Linked DNA regions of Pan troglodytes: region 2 is linked to region 1. The links are chromatin contacts, called in public Hi-C maps. All regions are on one chromosome and are shown on one strand. The core of a region is the stretch at or near the end of the contact, and the rest is flanking DNA. Distances in the headings are between cores, read along the strand shown.

Evidence for each region. Hi-C and Micro-C count contacts between places; a contact is called where the count stands out from the background.
Region 2: a Hi-C map of stem cell-derived neural progenitor cells shows a contact between it and region 1, with 5 times the contacts expected there. The contact joins the enhancer-like site here to the promoter of PHLPP1 in region 1. A contact is called at or near these places in 1 of 7 Hi-C or Micro-C datasets (stem cell-derived neural progenitor cells) and 1 of 1 datasets of contacts at active chromatin or transcription factors (stem cell-derived excitatory neurons).

What each region holds. Positions count from the first base shown.
Region 1 is chr17:72,758,094-72,763,108 of NHGRI_mPanTro3-v2.0_pri, forward strand. PHLPP1 (PH domain and leucine rich repeat protein phosphatase 1) reads left to right here and starts at 3,644. Exons shown (of 17, transcript XM_523952.7): 1 at 3,644-5,015. The coding sequence starts at 3,787.
Region 2 is chr17:72,920,566-72,925,927 of NHGRI_mPanTro3-v2.0_pri, forward strand. The region is part of intron 4 of PHLPP1 (PH domain and leucine rich repeat protein phosphatase 1); the gene reads left to right. Among named protein-coding and RNA genes, the nearest start is that of PHLPP1, 160 kb to the left of the region's middle. Within about 2 kb of position 3,331, at least 8 of the 24 cell types and tissues checked have an H3K27ac peak or open chromatin away from gene starts, as enhancers often do. A contact at or near this core is called in stem cell-derived neural progenitor cells, where this site is marked.

The DNA.
Region 1 (5,015 bases), core at 2,394-4,893:
GTCTTTATTTTTTTTTTGAGACAGAATTTCTCTCTTGTTGCTCAGGCTGGAGGAGTGCAATGGCGCAATCGCGGCTCACTGAGTCCTCCGCCTCCTGAGTGGCTGAAATTACAGGCACCCGCCACCACGCCCGGCTAATTTTTTGTATTTTCAGTGGAGGCGGGGTTTCGCCATGTTGGCCAGGCTGGTCTCCAACTCCTGGCCTCAGGTGATCCGCCCGCCTTGGCCTACCAAAATGCTGGGATTACAGGCGTAAGCCACTGCGCCCAACCTGAGCAATGTTTTTGGTACAAATTTTTTTCCCCTTGAAAAAGGTGTTTTAGTTATAAATACCTTCAAAGAGTAAACAAAATTGCTAGAGAATAAAAAAGGCAGAGTTGCGGTGATTGTGTAATGTTAAATAATAGGAACCATGGGTGGATTCAATGCGGTACTGTAATTTCTTAGAGAAGGAGCAATGGCGATAGAATTTATGATTAGAAGAAACATTCTGGGTTAGGTGTGGTGGCTCACGCCTGTAATCCCAGCCCTTTGGGAGGCCGAGGCAGGTGGATCACTTCAGGTCAGAAGTTTGAGACCAGCCGGGGCAATATGGTGAAACCCCATCTTTACAAAAAAATTTAAAAAGTAGCTGGGCGTGGTGGTATGCGCCAGTAGTCCCAGCTACTCAGGGGGCTGAGGCAGGAGAATCGCTTGAACCCCGGAGGCAGCGGTTGCATTGAGCTGAGATGGCACCATTGCACTCCAGCCTGGGCAACAAGAGTGAAACTCCATCTCAAAAAATAAATAAATAAATAAATAAACATGCCGGCCGTGGTGGCTCTCGTTTGTAATTCCGGCACTTTGGGAGGCCGAGGCATGTGGATCACCTGAAGTCAGGAGTTTGAGACCAGCCTGGCCAACATGGCAAAACCCTGTCTCTACTAAAAATACAAAAATTAGCCGGACGTGGTGGTGTGTGCCTGTAATCCCAGCTACTTGGGCGGTTGAGGCAGGAGAATCGCTTGAACCTGGGAGGTGGAGGTTGCATTGAGCCGAGATGGCGCCACTGCACTCCAGCCTGGGTGACAGAGGGAAACTCCGTCTAAAAAAAAAAAGAAAAAATAAAAATAAAATAAATAAATAAATATAAAGGGGTTTGTAGGAAATCAACTAAGGAATATAAAGAGGTATACAAATTCCATGTTTTAGTACTGAAATTTAACATGTGCCTTGTTTTTTAAATTTTATTAAAGGATGCCTAAATTAAAAGACTATTCTTTCAATTTCTAGAACAAATAGTTTGTGTCGGGGCTACTGAAGGCACAACATAGAGCAGTGTAGTTGAAATTTATCTCAATATAATTACCTCTTTGGTTCTTCCCTTTCTTTCAGAGACTGATCCTTCAACAAATGCACATTTTCACTGACTCCAAAAAATTTCATTCAAACTTTGGTCTGTATTGCCTGACTTCTTAGACTAGGTTAGTTCCCCTTGTTTTATGTCTGTTTCTGTGGCACCTTGTATTTTCCCCTTCTGTACTTCTGCTGCATTTTTTGAATGTTATTCTTTCTAACCTGTAAACTCTATGAAGGCAGGGACAGTGTGTGATTTATTCAACTGCTATAACACGGTGACTGGTACATAATAAATGTTTGTAATTATCTGTTAAATTAATTGACTTGAAAATGTTATCACTCTTGGGAGAACTTGCAATCTCCCTAATTTTTCATATGTTGCTGTTGATTGAATTTAAATAAAATACATATTATTAATAGATTCATGAGGCTAAGGGGTGAAACTTTAAATGAAAATACAGAAAATCATCAGGAATGTAAAAAATCATTGAGAAATATTTATTTTTATCTCCACAGCTTCTTCATTCTTGTTCAATGAAACTGTGATAACCTAAGCAGGTAAGTTCCAGTTGGTCTCTCTCTCCAACCCCCTTCACTCTTCATCTGCAAGTTTAGTCACTTTATTGAGGTTAAAACAGGTCCTAGATAGTATGTGGTTTAAAACTGTTTAAAAGTTTCACATGTGAAAATCCAGATTTAGGGCCTGGCGCGGTGGCTCACGACTGTAATCTCGGCACTTTGGGAGGCTGAGGCGGGCAGATCGCTTGAGACCTGCCGGGGCAGCATGAAGGGACTTCCCACCCCCACTAAAACAATACAAAAAATGAGCCGGGCTTGGTGGCACGCCCTGTAGTCCCAGCTACTCGGAGGATGAGGTGGGAAAATCACCTGGGCCCGAGAGGCGGAGGTTGCAGTGAGCCCAGATCGCGCTACCGCACTCCAGCCTGGACGACAGACCCACTCTGTGGCAAAAAAAAAAAAAAAAAAAAAGAAAGAAAAAAAGAAAAGAAAAGAAAAACCCCGAATTACAAAGCAATTGGGGGAATGGTAATTCAATTAAAAAGGTGTACAACATTCTTTTAAATAGTAAACTGCCCAATGATTACAACATTGATTCAACTGACGAAAAATACAACTTTTCAGACCACGACTAAACATTGTGGCAGTAGAAACTATTTTGTTTCCCCTGAATGATGAAAGAAAAAAACCAGAGAAGACGTTAAGACAGAACACATGGAAAAAGCCCATCTCATACTCCATTCTAATGTTTCTTCTACTTACCAGTGCTTTCCGTGTCATTAAACTACTTCAGACTTCAAGAGCAATGGGAGACAATGAAACCTCAGTCCTTTGCTATTTTCCTTTTCAGATACAGGAGAGGGAGAGGACAGACTTAGGGTTGTGCCTTCGAACAAGCACATTCAACGACAGCCTTAGTTAGAATTCCCAGACGCTGCCTGTCTTCCTGGGTCTTGAAAAAGTGGGGGGAAAAGTGAGGTTGGCCCACTCAGACTGCCAGTGATGCTGTGGTGTGACGGGTGTGTATCTCTATCTCATACAATGGGCGCAGGTGAGGACCAGGACCTGGGACCTTCGTACTGTTTACAGTCCCTGAAAGCCCTCACCTTTAATTAGTAGGGAAAATAAAAGTCATCTGGCAAGCTGGAGTGCGGGTAAAATACAAGTTAATGAACATGAGCATTCGTGTTCATTAAGAACTCTGGCACAGAGTTCAACGGCAGAGGGCACAATACTCACTGGCCACGGCCAGCTGCTGGCGGCCAGGAGAAGCAGAACCAAAGGACCGCTGGGACTTGTAGTCCACCATGTTTCCCTCGGGATTGCTGATCCCCTTACGAGAACCACAACTCCCAAGGTTTACCGCGCGCGTCGGTCTTCACTGCCCTCTCCGAGGCCGGCTCAGGAACCTCCCGGGAAACTGCCCCCCACCCCGCCCTCGTACGCACGCGTCACGTTTGTTTACCCTGAAGCTCCGCCTCCGGCCATCCCCCGGCTCTCCCCACTCCTCCCTGGAATGCCGTCATGCCGGCGATGAATATTCATGAGGCACACGCGGCCCTCCCGCCCTGCCAGCCTCCCGCCTTCCCGCTCCCGGCGCATGATTAATATTCAATGAGCCCAGATCCGCGGCTGGTTCGCCGGGTTGAGGCGGGGGTAGCGGGCGGGGCCGGCGCTGGGGAGCCCGCGACCCGGGCGGGGAGGGCGTGTGTCGGGGGGGCGGTGGCGGCGAGGCGGGCGCGCGGGATGGAACACTGAGACACCGACGGAATGCTCCGAATCGCCACATAATCCCCTGGAACGGCCGCGCACAACGCCATTGGCTTCTCCCTTCTCCGCGCGCCGCCGCCGTCTCCCACCTCCGCCTCATCGCCTCCCTCTCCGCCCGCTGCCTCCGGAGCTGGGGGGGAAACGCGAAGCCCCACTGCAATGGAGCCCGCCGCCGCGGCCACGGTACAGCGACTCCCCGAGCTCGGCAGGGAGGACCGAGCTTCGGCTCCGGCGGCCGCCGCTGCGGCAGCAGCAGCAGCAGCAGCGGCGGCCGCGGCGGCTCTGGCGGCGGCGGCCGGGGGCGGCCGGAGTCCGGAGCCCGCGCTGACCCCGGCGGCCCCGAGCGGCGGGAACGGCAGCGGCGGCGGGGCGCGGGAAGAGGCCCCAGGCGAGGCGCCGCCGGGGCCGCTGCCGGGCAGAGCAGGGGGTGCCGGGCGCAGGAGGCGGCGTGGGGCGCCCCAGCCCATTGCCGGCGGGGCTGCCCCCGTACCCGGGGCCGGCGGCGGCGCCAACTCCCTCCTGCTGAGGAGAGGGCGGCTGAAGAGGAATCTGTCCGCGGCCGCCGCGGCCGCCTCGTCGTCGTCGTCGTCCTCGGCCGCTGCTGCCTCGCACTCCCCCGGCGCTGCCGGCCTCCCCGCCTCCTGCTCGGCCTCGGCGTCGCTGTGCACCCGGAGCCTGGACAGGAAGACGCTGCTTCTGAAGCACCGGCAGACGCTGCAGCTGCAGCCGTCGGACCGGGACTGGGTGAGGCACCAGCTCCAGCGCGGCTGCGTGCACGTCTTCGACCGCCACATGGCCTCGACCTACCTGCGCCCGGTGCTCTGCACACTGGACACCACGGCCGGCGAGGTGGCCGCCCGCCTGCTGCAGCTGGGCCACAAAGGCGGCGGCGTGGTGAAGGTGCTGGGCCAGGGGCCCGGAGCCGCCGCCGCCCGGGAGCCCGCTGAACCGCCCCCCGAGGCCGGCCCCCGGCTGGCGCCCCCGGAGCCGCGGGACTCGGAGGTACCGCCCGCGAGGAGCGCGCCGGGTGCCGTCGGGGGGCCTCCGCGCGCGCCCCCCGCCGACCTACCCCTGCCCGTCGGCGGCCCGGGCGGGTGGTCGCGCCGCGCCAGCCCAGCGCCCTCGGACTCCAGCCCCGGCGAGCCGTTCGTTGGGGGCCCTGTCTCTTCGCCCCGCGCCCCACGGCCTGTGGTCTCCGACACCGAGAGCTTCAGTCTGAGTCCCAGCGCCGAGAGCGTGTCTGACCGGTTGGACCCCTACAGCAGCGGCGGCGGCTCCTCGTCGTCGGAAGAGCTCGAGGCCGACGCAGCCTCGGCCCCGACGGGGGTCCCGGGCCAGCCCCGCCGTCCCGGCCACCCCGCGCAGCCCCTCCCGCTTCCCCAGACGGC
Region 2 (5,362 bases), core at 2,081-4,580, 160 kb after region 1:
CCTGTAATCCCAGCACTTTGGGAGGCCAAGGCAGGTAGATTACCTGAGGTCAGGAGTTTGCGACCAGCCTGACCAACATGTTGAAACTCTATCTCTACTAAAAATACAAAAACTTAGCCGGGCATGGTGGTGCGCACCTGTAATCCCAGGTATTTGGGAGGCTGAGGCATGAGAATCGCCTGACCCCAGGGAGACAGAGGTTGCAGTGAGCTGAGATTGCGCCACTGCACTCCAGCCTGGGTGACAGAGCAAGACTCCATCTCAAAAAACAAACAAAAAAGGGCAATTATTTACTAAGTTTTTCCAGTTCAGGTTTCTGGTGGCTGGAGCTTCTCCCGGCAGCTAAGAGTGCCAGACAGGAACCAGCCCTGGGTAGGACAGCATCCCATCACAGGGCGCGCTCGCGCGCGCGCACACACACACACTCTCTCTCTCGCTCTCTGTCTCTCTCTGTCTCTCTCTCACTCGCCATGTGGACACACTGGTGAACGTAATGTGCACAGCTTTAGGATGTGGGAGGAAGTGAGTACCCCAAGAAAACCACACAGACGGAGGAGAATGGGCAAACTTTACACAGACAGTGATCCTCACCAGGAATTGATTTTTTTCCTCATTAACATTATAGCTAAATGACATTGAATGAAATGACATTGTTCGAGGACCTGCTATGTGTCTGTAGAATTATGATTATGATTATTATTATTATTATATTTGAGACGGAGTCTCGCTCTGCCACTCAGGCTGGAGTACAGTGGCGCAATCTCGGCTCACTGCAACTTCCGCCTCCCGGGTTCAAGCGATTCTCATGCCTCAGCCTCCCGAGTAGCTGGGACTATAGGTGCGTGCCACCACTCCTGGCTAATTTTTTGTATTTTTAGTAGAGATGGAGTTTCACTGTGTTAGCCAGGATGGTCTCAGTCTCCTGACCTCATTATCTGCCCACCTCGGCCTCCCGAAGTGCTGGGATTACAGGCATGAGGCACCACGTCTGGCCTATAGAATTCTTAATGTGATTTTTATCATATATGATATGGAAATAGGACCAAAAAAAAGTATACCACCAACGTTTTTGTTTTTCTTAACATTCTCCTTTGGACATTGAATTTTGCCATTGTGTGTTACTATTGTCCCCTGACAGTTTTATAAAATTCTGTGTAATGGTTAAGCCTGTTTTTGTAAAGATACTGTGACTCATGGGAATAGCAGTATGGCCTTAACTTTTATCACCTTTGTTTTCTATATTTATCTTGTGTACTCTGCTTGGCTTTGCATTCTGAGAGGGCAGGAATCAAGTCCCCCTCAGAGGTCATTACTGTTGCTAGATGAGCATTAAATAGTCCATAAATGAATGCACTCTTGAGTGAATGGTGGGGGAAGTGCCTTTATTCATTCAATTTTATGTATTCTTCGCAAAAGGTATTTGTAGCAACTTCTTTGCAAAAGGTATTTGTAGCAACTTTCATTTTTTTAATTTTGTTTTTTGAGATCAGAGTCTCACTCTATCCTCCCCCCAAGGTTGGAGTGCAGTGACACGATTTCAGCTCACTGCAACCTGTGCCTCCGGCGTTCAAGTGATTCTCCTGCCTCAGCCTCCCGAGTAGCTGGGATTACAGGTGCCCGCCACCACACCCGGCTAATTTTTGTATTTTTAGTAAAGACGGGGTTTCACCATGTTGGCCAGGCTGGTCTCGAACTCCTGACCTGAGATGATCTGCCTGCCTCAGCCTCCCAAAGTGCTGGGATTACAGGTATGAGCCACTGTGCCCGGCCTGTAGCAACTTTTAGAAGGAAGTGAGACTGGTAATTTATCATTGTATTTCTCTTTGGTTGAAAGTATGATAAAAGACAATATGCACAGTGAGATGATTCAGAAAACCTTACGTAGAAAAATGTAAGAAAGGATTTGAAGTTGGAAAAGGAGATACTAGTTTTAAAATGGACCGTATGAAACTGGACTTCTAAAAAGAAATCTATGGTTTATTTTACCATTCTCTAAACTCACTTCACATTCTCTTGCCACTCATCTTGCAAGAATGTGCCCCAACTTTTACCTTTGACCACCTGCCGAACCCAGGCTCAACCTAGTGACTCCTACCCCACCCTTCAAAGTGTATTTGTAATGGCATTTTTTCCTTGAAGCTTTTAGTTACTTCTCAATTCCATGTAACCTTTTGCTCTTCTGAATTGTTCACTTTTTAAATATTTTTTGTACTTATCAATCCTTTTATAGTAAACATCTAAAAATTTCTAAAATTGCCATCTACTGTAAAGTCCTTAATAAATACTCACTGAACTGAATTGTTGGTTTTCCCACCACCAAAGATAATCAAAATAATGTGATCATAAAACTTTAGGAAGAGAACATTTAGAAATGCTTTGAGCAGCAGAACCATTTCTTGCATTTAGTATTCAAGGTGACTATTTTAAGGGGACATCAGTCACTTAGAATGATCATTGATCAACCACATTGCATTATGTAGCACCTACATATCAATTTCGAGGAACTCAGGCTTGTGTGATTGTGTCTTAGAGGCTGTGGTATAAATTGAGTAAGTTTTCACCTGAAATAAGTAAAGATTACTTGGGTCAAGAGGGGAGTGAATTCAACACTTGGAGGAAAGACGTGATTTGAGCTCTGATTAGATGTGAAATTTGGTTTAGCTGAAAATGGAGAGATGGAGGGGCAGGTCCTCTCATGCGAGAACGAGGGAAAGAGTGAATGGAGTTGGGCGTGCAAGGATGTGGGCATAATAGAATGAAAGTATGAAGAAATGAGCAATGAGAAACTCCTAATTATGCATGGCATTTATCAAGTACCTCTCTTCTTAGAAAGCTCAAATTTCTACATTTTTGGTCCCCTTGGAGTAGAAAACAAATGACCTTATTTCCTATTCTGCTCTTCTGCTCTTTTGGGGATGTTGGCATTCCAGATGTAAAGTGATTAATGTTAATTACTTAACATTACCAAAAGCCCACATTTCCAGGTTTTATTGAAAGATTTTAGTTTTTGTTTTTATACATAATTCATGAAGACTTCTTTTAATGGAAATAGTGATAATTCATTAGCATAGTGAAATAAAGAGTGGCATGCTAAAACATTTTTGCAGTTCATTTGATCGATTTAAACAGCAGCGCTTAGAACAATTTTAGCTTCTTTGAAGACACTCTGCTGTATAAAAAACGTTAGAGGCAAGCCAGCTGCAGACTGCTGAAGAAAGAGTAAAGCCTATGTAAAAGAAAAACAGCACAAATGCTGCTCAGGGTTAGAGATAACCTTGGGAAGGAATTTCCACTACCAGTGTTCCATGAGGCTTGCCAAATGTTTAAGGAATTTCATGGAATGTATGGAATGTCTTTTTGTCAGTTAACTGTTCCCAGAACTGGAAGTTCCTTTCTTATACAGCTTTGCTTTTCAGATGGAATTGTGATCCTCTTGGGAAGCTTTCCATTTCACAAGATTCCCATTTTCCTTCCCAGAGAATTTGAGCAAAGCAGAGCCGGCAGGTGGTGCTTGGGGCTCCGTGATTGTATAGCCTTTGGTTCTCTTCTTGCCTAATGCTGCCGACCTAATTTATGGCAATAATGGCCCATTTTCTTATTCCCTCATATAGTACATTTTGAAGACGGAGCTCAGAAACAAAATATCAGCCAGGCTATATTAAATTAGTTTGCCCTATTGACTTTTTGGGATAGTTTAAGATGTTCTTTAACATTTATTCCCACTTAAATAGAAGGGAGAGAGGCTGGTATCTTCAAAAGCCTTGGCTTGATTCCAATTCAGTTATTGTATTCTGTCCACTTCCATTCTTTGAGCTCTGTGGAGCTCTTTGCCGTATTCTCTGAGCTTTAACTTAACTGCAGGAGTTTAATGCCAACACTGTATTTGTAGATATTTGCTATTCTGAGTGGTAATCAACTTTACTCTGCACAGCTCTTAGTGCATAGTAATAAGTATAGAGTAAAAGGACCAAACTGATGCTTATTTTGTTGATGGTGAAGTGTCATCATAACTTGGGACTTGGGAACATAATTAACATCTTTGCTGATGACTTCTGAAATAATTCTTTGGTTGCCAGTATGAGAATGCTGATGGAGACCAATACTCCTCTCCTCCCTCTCTCTGCTACTTCATGTCAAATAAACACATCTAACTCTGGAGCTCATTCAGACAACACACGCATGTCAGTTTTGAAAACTAAGGACCCATGAAAATTTCTGTTTTTATTTAGTGGCTGTAATTTTGATGTCACTCACCATGCTCTAAACTAATGGAGCTTTGAATGGGAGGAGTCACATTCCTCTTGTCATTTCTCTGGAGTGGTGAGGATGATGACACCAGAGCTGGCAGGATATTTGACAGTGACCTCTGTAAAAGCAGGGCACACCCATTCCTCCCTGGTGATGTCTTTTGGAGGTATAATTAATAAGAAAACCTTGGGGAAAGGCTGACTTTCTAAATAGTTGTTTTTTTCCCCCTAATTTTAAACTTTGTCAGAATGCATATTTATACTCCTCATATTGTGTGTGTGTGTGTGTGTGTGTGTGTGTGTGTGTGTGTGTGTGTGTCTGGAAGTGCAACAAAGGGGAGATATTATCTGATACATGTGATAAATATGTGCATGTTCAGATGTACTATTTCCTTCAATTCAAAGTTTTTCATAGGCAAATACCAGTGTCTTCTTGACATGCTCTGTGATTAGACTTTAAGCATTCTTTACAACCACAGGGCTTCTTTCTCCTTAATAATTTGGTCTACTTAATGTTTCCCAATTACCTTGTAGTTTTTGCTTTCCAAATCAGTGTTTCACAAAATGATTCATGAAATGCCTACATCAGAATCACCTGTAGTGTTTATTGGTGCTATGGTTGGAATGTGTCCTCCAAAGTTGATGTGTTGGAAACATAATCCCCCATGCAACAGTATTAAGAGGTGGGACTTTAAAGAGGTGATTAGGCCATGAGGGCTCTACCTTCATGAATGTATTAATGCCCATTATCAAAGGGCCTGAGGCTGTGAGTTTGCTCTCTTGCTCTTACTCCTCTTCTGCCATGGGATGACACAGCAAGAAGGCCCTCAACAGATGCCAGCATCTTGAAATTGGACCTCCCAACCTTCAGAACTGTGAGAAATCAATTTTTTCTTTATAAATTACCCAGTCAATGGTATTCTGGACGTGTGTGTGTGTGTGTGTGTGTGTATGTGTGTCAGAGTCTTACTCTGTCGCCCAGGCTGGAGTGCAGTGGTGTGATCTCGGCTCACTGCAACCTCCGCCTCCTGGGTTCAAGCGATTCTCCCACCTCCGCCTCCTGAGTAGCTTGGATTACAGGCGTGTGCCACCACGCTGGGCTAATGGTTTGTATT